Linked DNA regions of Mus musculus: all the other regions are linked to region 1. The links are chromatin contacts, called in public promoter capture Hi-C maps. All regions are on one chromosome and are shown on one strand. Each heading gives the region's core, a stretch centred on a gene start, on an enhancer-like site or on the middle of the called end of the contact. The rest is flanking DNA. Distances are from core to core; before and after follow the strand shown. Region 1 holds the start of Ubap2 (ubiquitin-associated protein 2). Region 2 holds the start of Bag1 (BCL2-associated athanogene 1). Region 3 holds the start of Fam219a (family with sequence similarity 219, member A).

What was found. Promoter capture Hi-C pulls out the DNA fragments that hold promoters and counts their contacts. Capture Hi-C pulls out chosen DNA fragments and counts their contacts.
Region 2: a contact with region 1 is called in a promoter capture Hi-C map of second pharyngeal arch cranial neural crest. The contact joins the promoter of Bag1 here to the promoter of Ubap2 in region 1. A contact is called at or near these places in 12 of 39 promoter capture datasets (the 3T3-L1 cell line, the C10 cell line, cranial neural crest and 8 more), 5 of 484 Hi-C or Micro-C datasets (CD4 T cells, LSK cells and embryonic stem cells), 7 of 115 datasets of contacts at active chromatin or transcription factors (bone marrow-derived macrophages, effector CD8 T cells, embryonic limb bud and 4 more) and 1 of 9 other capture datasets (embryonic stem cells).
Region 3: a contact with region 1 is called in a promoter capture Hi-C map of adipose tissue. The contact joins the promoter of Fam219a here to the promoter of Ubap2 in region 1. A contact is called at or near these places in 3 of 39 promoter capture datasets (cranial neural crest, maxillary cranial neural crest and second pharyngeal arch cranial neural crest), 6 of 484 Hi-C or Micro-C datasets (CD4 T cells, CD8 T cells, forebrain and 3 more), 2 of 115 datasets of contacts at active chromatin or transcription factors (effector CD8 T cells and memory CD8 T cells) and 3 of 9 other capture datasets (adipose tissue, liver and pancreatic islet).

What each region holds. Positions count from the first base shown.
Region 1 is chr4:41,273,881-41,276,389 of GRCm38.p6, reverse strand. Ubap2 (ubiquitin-associated protein 2) reads left to right here and starts at 1,255. Exons shown (of 29, transcript NM_026872.1): 1 at 1,255-1,350.
Region 2 is chr4:40,947,041-40,949,549 of GRCm38.p6, reverse strand. Bag1 (BCL2-associated athanogene 1) reads left to right here and starts at 1,256. Exons shown (of 7, transcript NM_001171739.1): 1 at 1,256-1,828. The coding sequence starts at 1,756. Chmp5 (charged multivesicular body protein 5) reads right to left here and starts at 997. Exons shown (of 8, transcript NM_029814.1): 1 at 874-997; 2 at 1-96. The coding sequence starts at 942.
Region 3 is chr4:41,568,286-41,570,794 of GRCm38.p6, reverse strand. It overlaps Fam219a (family with sequence similarity 219, member A), which reads left to right and starts at 1,257. Exons shown (of 6, transcript NM_001159583.2): 1 at 1,257-1,618. The coding sequence starts at 1,559. Dnaic1 (dynein, axonemal, intermediate chain 1) reads right to left here and starts at 1,001. Exons shown (of 20, transcript NM_175138.4): 1 at 777-1,001. The coding sequence starts at 803.

The DNA.
Region 1 (2,509 bases), core at 6-2,505:
TAAAAAAAAATTATTTATTTAATGTATGTGAGTACACTGTGCTGTCTTCAGACACCCCAGAAGAGGTCATTGGATCCCATTACAGATGGTTGTGAGCCACCGTGTGGTTGCGGGGAATTGAACTCAGGACCTCTGGAAGAGAAGTCAGTGCTCTTAACCACTGAGCCATCTCTCCAGCGCAACATCTATCTATTTATTTATTTTTTAAAGATATGCTAGTGATTAATCTTTATTTGAGTCGGCCTGTGGTGTCACGTGCCTTTACTCCCAGCACTCTGTGAGTTTGAGGCCAGTATGGTCTACAAAGCAAGTTCCAAAACAGGGAAGCCCTGTCTCAAAAAATCAAAAAACAACAAAACTCCATTACTTTTGCTTAATCTCCTGAGGTTAACATCTTTACTAAGAGGTGGATCAGGTAACTTCTCAACAAGGAAAACCTGATTTAGGTTTCTTATGCCAGAAAATAACTTTTCCTTTCCTATTTGCAAAACCGGTCCGATACTAGTAGCCTTTTGGGCTAGAACACCTCTAACATCCCGTTGGCGTTCAAGGAATGGTAGTTGTTTCCTGCAGAAGAGAGTTGGGAATGCAGAAAGCAGTCCACATTTGACTACATTGAAGTCTCGTGGCCTTCAGCCGAGGACGTTCTGGGTGTCTGGCTCAGCAGCTGGCGGTTGGCGTTTTCCCGCGCAGAGGGCAGGGCGGAGCGCCAGCCTCGCAACGTGGGAGCTAGACCCACTCTCCGCCAGAACTACACCTCCCAGCAGGAACCACGCTGGTTCGCTTGGCAGGTGGCACCCATTGGTACTAACTCGGAAGCTAGCCATAAGATGCTCGAATAAGTCAGAATCAGGAGTTGTACTTAGGAGCACGCTGAGAAAAGGCGGTCGTAGAGAGTGCCTTTGCCGCGCAGCACTCTGGGAGTTGTAGTTCGCCCTCAAAACGTCTAGAAGCCAGGCTTGCTTTGAGTGGCTGCACCATGTCACGTGACGAAAGAGCCGCACGCATCGAGCATCTTGCAGTGTTTCTGAGGTCATCATAGCGCGACCGCACGCTTTAATAGTGGGTTCTCTATAGGCGGCGGATAGTACGACCCTGAAATTCTGACCACAAGCAATGTCACCATCTCCGCCGCCTCCACATAGTTCCTCTCGCTCAGCTCCCAGAGCTGTGTTAGCCAGCCGGGTAACCCCGTTCAATCTTCAAGTACTGGCTCCACCCTCTCCCGTGACGTAGGGATCACGTGACGGGCAGGGCCGCCTCTGCCGCCGCCGCCGCTTTGTAAGAGGCACATTGGCAGGTAACGAGCGGCGGCGGCGGCGGGTCCCGAGTCCAACGAGAGCAGCAGCGGTAATTGTCACCCGGTCCCCTTCATCCTGCCTCCCAGGGCCCTGAACCTTGCAGTGTATGCTTTCTGGACCTGGGCTAAGGTCTTCTGAACTCCCAGCCCCCTTTGGGATGCCCCAGCGTCTACTCGGGTGGATCGGGCCGAGCTTCCCTCGCTGGCTTCATGTTTCCGTAGTGTGTCCAGGCCTGAGCACTCTCTTTCCTCTCCCGCTCAGGTTGCCCTGTGCTTCCTGCTCCACCCCCCACCCCCCATCCTAGTTGGCCGGCCCCACCCAGCCCCAGGGGGCGCCTTCCCCTCCCCCCCCTTTGGGTTTTTATCCTGGAGGGTGTGGTTTTCTCTCCCACCTCGGTCCCTGCACGTTGGCAGGAGCTCCTCCGCCACGCTGTCGCCCCATCCGGACCACCTTTCAGCTTTCTAGTCTGGCGCCTGTCCTGGGACTGGTCTTAGTGCCCAACTTCTGCGCTCTAGTCTCTCCCCACTTAATCTGAAGGCATAGTTCAATTTTACTACTTTTCATTACTGTGGTCTTTGGTGTTAGTTGAAACTCTGTGAGTTTCCTCTTCATGCCCTATTGAAGTCTGGTGGTGTCATAGTTTATTTATTCTTTAAGGTGAGGTAAGAGTGCTTGTGAACTGTAAAGCGTTGTTAGAAATTCAAACAAATTCTTTAGCCTGGTGCGTTCCAGCTCAGTTTTCCTAGTCAGCTCTCCCACCTTCCCCCCTGCATTTTCAGGTTTAGTTACCCAGGCATAGTCAGCTCTCCCACCTTCCCCCCTGCATTTTCAGGTTTAGTTACCCAGGCATGTCAACTGTCACCACTTAGGATTCGTGTTTTCTCTTTGGGTTGGTCTTGGAAGTCTTCCTGCAGTTTTTTGCTTTAACATAATCTCGTAGTTTACTACCACTAATACGCCTTTCTACTTTATTTCCAAGGTGCATAGTCTGCCTACTCTTTACTTTTCTCCAGCAATTGTGTACAGTAACAATTGGAGCTTTTAGGTGATTCTATGAGGTACCCAGAGATCATTTATTTGAAGAGCATGCCTTTTTTTGGGAGGGCGTTTTTGAGAGAGGGTTGCACTACCTAGCCAAGGCTGGCTTTTAACTTGAGAGCCTCTTGTCTCAGTCTCTCTAGCTCGCTCGCTCGCTCGATAGTTTTTAC
Region 2 (2,509 bases), core at 7-2,506, 330 kb after region 1:
ACCCTCTCTCATCTTCTTGATTTGATCCTTATATTTCACTAGTTCAGCATCCAGCCGGGAAATCTTTTTGTCAATGGATTCTGCCCTGCTATCCACCTTGGAAGAAAACATCACATGCAGTGGTAATTATTGTAATATGTTTACATGGAAAGGGGCAGAAAGAGAGGGATATGCAAAAGAAAAAAGGAACAATATAGCAAAGGGCAGAAAATAGGGTTTTTCTTAAGGGTGGGGAATTCCAGCCCGAACCATTGGAGGGCTTTCATAAACTCTCTCCCACCTCCTAGATTCTGATATAGCAGCCCTCTCTTGAGGAAAACGATTTGGGATTCTCTCCGCTGGCTGAGATTTCCCAAGTAGGAGAATAGTCAGTTTGGGACTCTGCATGAACGTGCGTGGAATGAACCAATCAACACAGGCTAAGATGAGATCTAAAACCATTTCCGAGATCAGGTTTAATCTGGAAGGGCCAAGATTCAGAATTCTATGCTACTCAGACCCAGGACTAAGGTACAGATATGTTAACCCTGACATGGGTAAGGGGAGAAGAGTGAAAAAGGGTTTTTAAAAGGCCAGGTTAGACAAAGTGGGGTGTAGTGACATAGGGTACGTAGGTTGGAATGTGGGAACCAAAGCGAGGAAGAAGGGGTGGGGCACAGTGGGCATCGGAAAGAGCTAAGTGCAGTAAGGGCGAAAGAATGATGAGATTAGACTGTCTGGTCTCTGGGGTCAGGAATGACCTGGAAAACAGGGATGAAAGGGGTGGGGATGAAGAAGACTCAGGTTTAATGGGCCCGAACCAGGAATGGGGTGGAGTACGAATTCGGGATGGACGGGTCGGAGTGTCAGAGGTATGCAAAGTCAAATGCCCACCGTCCCAATGCAGTCCGTCAAGCTAGGTGGCGGAGCCTTGGGTTTCGCTTTTCCGAAGAATCGGTTCATCTTGGCCGGCTGCGAGGAAACCCAAACACTGGAGGAAAACCAGAAACGGAAGCGTAGTCGCTCTGGTGTCAATTTCCGGCTTCCCCCACCCCATGCGCAGGCGCAGAGTGCTCGCCCGAGTCTCCCGATCCCTTTTCCGTGTTTTCAGCTCCTCCTTCCGGAGAAGGAGCGCGGAGCTCTGGGAGAGGTGGAAAGACTTCTGAAGGAGGGGCTTATGAGGAGGGATAGGGCGGTGCCTTGGCGGAGTGGGTGGGGCTTAGACGCGGCTGGGCGGATAGGGCGGGGCCTGAAGCAGGGTCAGTTCCGAGGGCGTGGCGAGTAGATGGGGCGGAACTGGTGAGTAGTGGGGCGGGGTTGCAAGGCTGCGCGCCCGGTAGCCACCGCTGCGCTGTGAACAAACGCGGCCTGGCGGGTCGCAGCGCCGCGCGGCGACCGCGAGGCGACCGGGAGCCGCTGGGACCCAGGCTGCGCGCCCCTCGGCCTGCCCGGGAGCCGCGCCAGTCGGAGTCCCGGGCCGAGCGGGGCTTGCCTCCCTCTCAGCGTTCCTCTGTGCGCAGTGCAGCCAGCGGGCATGACCGATCCACCAGGGGCGCCGCCGCCGGCGCCTGCAAGCCGCGGGTGAAGAAGAAAGTCCGGCCCCGCTCTTCTCAGAGCGAGAAGGTAGGGAGCAGCAGCAGGGAGTTGACTAGAAGTAAGAAAGTGACCCGTAGCAAGAACGTGACCGGGACCCAGGTAGAGGAGGTGACCAAGATCGAGGAGGCGACCCAAACCGAGGAAGTAACTGTGGCAGAAGAGGTGACCCAGACCGACAACATGGCCAAGACCGAGGAGATGGTCCAGACGGAGGAAATGGAAACACCCAGACTCAGCGTGATCGTCACCCACAGTGAGCGCCAAGGAGGGTTCCGTAGATCGGGTTGGGATATGTGGGTTTGGCCACATGTAGTCTTGGGAGAAAGAAACATGGGTTCTTGGCTATATATATTTGGGGATGTTTTTGCTTAGGGCTGGTGTCAGGACATCTTTCCCTGTGGCCGGTCCCTGGACACTTATTGGATCCTCTATTTGGAAGCAAAGTTGAGTGTGTAACGCTAGTAATCGTGGGTCTTTGTGTCAGGCTTATATTAGGCCTTCTTGTGTGTAGAACTTCCGTGGTTCTGGACATCCACCAGTGTAAAGAGTACGAACTTGGTGCGTGATCCCGCTGTTCCTTATTTACTGAGTAGTGTTTTTGTTGGATGTCATAGAACCGCAGGTTCAATGGGCCGTGAGTCCAAGAGTTACTTTCTGGACATCTGGTTACATCAACACAGAACTAAAAACCTTGGGAAGTACACGAGAAAGCTGAAGCCATGACATTTCCTTAGAATCAGTTAGGAAAGACTAACAACAAACTTTGCTACCTAAACCATGGCTCTATATCCAGCAGTTTTATGAAACTTTGAGATGAATCCCCACCCCCACCCCCCCAAAGGCCTCTTGATGTCTGATCTGTGAGGCACAAATAGGAACTAGGACTCCTTCTGACTCTTGACTGGTTGGGAGCGCAATCTAAAGGTGGATTTGA
Region 3 (2,509 bases), core at 8-2,507, 290 kb before region 1:
TTTGTTTGTTTGTTTGTTTGTTTTTAAAGTAGATGCTCTGCTAGACGTTAGGAAATAAAAGCAATTTCTATAGGACAGAAAGAGTCATTCTTTTATATCGCAGAATGCTCCTTGAGAACCTGAGACTAGCTTATCATGTGTGGTGATTTGGGGAGTAATTCAACTCTCCTGTGAGAAGGGATAACATATTGCCAGGTGACAGAAACATAACGTTCACAAGGCTAAGTGAATGAGGGTCTTATAAGAAGGAAACTTGTGTTGGAGGGCAGGGAACATGGTTAGAAAAAGGGTCTTTTTTTCTTCCTCTCTGACTTCTTGCTCCAAATTCCTGCACACGATCTGTTCTATTCCGTGTCTCCTGTGCAGTTCTCATGCCCCCTCTCTGAGTTCCCACATGGCAAATGTCCCCACTTACTTAGCTCTGCAGTGACCATGCTGCAGTGTTGAATAAAAAAATCCACTGGGACAAGAATGAGAGGGGAATGAGGAAGGGACTCAGTGGAGTGTTGGGAGATTAAGGGCGAAGACAAGACAAGATGGGTCTGTGAAGAGATGGAAGTAATAAGAAAAAACCAGATTCGGTTAAAAGTAAAATGACTGTGGGTTCAGGAAAATTTGGGAGAGGAGGGCAGGATTTGTGAGAAAGAACAGGAGAATCAGGTCAGTGGGAACACAAACCAGGAGTCACAAGAAAGAGAGGTTGGAGGTCAACAGGAAATAACTGGCGGTTAAGGTCAGAGGTCTTCAGAAGACAGCAGGCCACAGTAAGACATTACCTGCTTACGAATCTGTTTCGAGGGCATTGCCGCAAGAATAGAAAGCACCTCACACCCTGAAAAACCTACAAAACGCTTCCTCTCCTGGGGAGTAGTTTCTCCTTCTTGACCACACACAGGAAGTGCAGACTCTCTTCCACTTCAATTCCCAGTCACCAGGGTTCTTCGGGGACAGCTGACGTTGTGGGTCCTCGCGCCCTTGTAGAACAGCATCAGCTCCTCCCTGACGCGGTTACCCAGCAACCGACAGGCACCGGGTGCGCAGGCGCACCTAGCGCCCCCTCCGGACACGGGGAGGAGGCGGAACTTGGGCGCGCAGGGATCCTCTGGCCCCGCTAAGCCCCGCCTCCGCAGAGAAAGATAAGTCCGCCCTCCGCGCAAGGAGCTCCCGCAAGTGGGAAGGGCTGGGGCACCCAGACACCGCCTTCTCATGAATAATGCAGGATCCGGGCGGTGTCCCGGACCCGGAAGTGGAGTTGCAGAGTCACCGCAGTGGCTGAGCTGCTGACAGGAGGCGGCGGCGGAGGAGGAGGCGAGGCAAGACCTGCGGCTCCGCGGGGCTACTGCCGCGGTAGCTCTAGGCAACCCCACGGAGCTACGCCGGTCTCAGTCATCCCGCGAGCCTCTCGCCGCCTATCCATCCTTCCATCCGCCTATCCGCCCGACCGGTCCAGGGCGGCCTAGTCTGCATAATCTGCCGGGCTTCTGGGGCCGCCGCCCCGCGCGGTCCCATCGGCGTCCCTGGCCGCGCCCGGCCCCTGGCCCGCTCGCCCGCCGGCACCATGATGGAGGAGATCGACCGGTTCCAGGTGCCCACCGCGCACTCGGAGATGCAGCCGCTGGTGAGGGGGCGGGCGGCGGAGAGGCCAGGGCCGGGAGGGGCGCCGCTGGAGGGGAGGGAAGGAACTAGGCCGTGGGGATTGTGCGAGGGGGCGCCATCTGATAAGGTAGAGGGAGTCCTGAAAACGCTTTGCCGGGGGAGGGAGATTTGCAGAGCGAGAAAACCGTGGGAGATTACCAGCGGTGCGAGCGAAGGACCTGAAAGGGCGGAGGGCACGGTCAGCAGATGCAGAACGCCGTCGGATAGGACCAAGGGAGGCACTCTAGTGCACACCTCTAGTGGAGGGCAATTTAGGAGGATGTCACAGAGCATCTTTGGCAGCAAGCCCGGGGGGTCGGATGAGAAAGGCGTTTAGCTCCCCGAGGCCTGTGATGCTCAGGGCGAGGGAGGAGGCCAGCAGATCAGTCTAAGGAGGAAAGGAAATAGGCCTTTAGAAAAGGAGAGGCCTGCCCGCCGGTCCTTTAGATAAATATAGCAAAGCTGAGCAGGAACCAGGCCTTGATGGGGGCAGAGGTTCATTGCAGAACCTGGGAATTTCCTTCCTCTCGAGAGAGGAGCCCCATTTCGATCTGGGGGCATCGGGAAGGGGAAGAGTTTGCGGTGGCGAGATGGAGACTCAAGGGTGTCCATGGGAAGGTATCTCCAGGATAAGAGGTGGAGCTGTGCTGAAGTGGGCCGTGCCGACCGGTTCGGAATTCGGAAGAGCCCCTATCATCTTAGGCCTACGTGTTTGGAGTCTTTGCTGGGCGGGGATCCTGCCTCCGGTCCGTGGTCCTGGAGTCAGGCAGGAATGATGTCATCGATGCCGGCGCCGAGGGGATGGAAGGGGGAGGGCGATGCCAGTTTATGGAGGCATGGCCTAAAGAAGAAGGTGCCTCCTGGCCATTGCCCT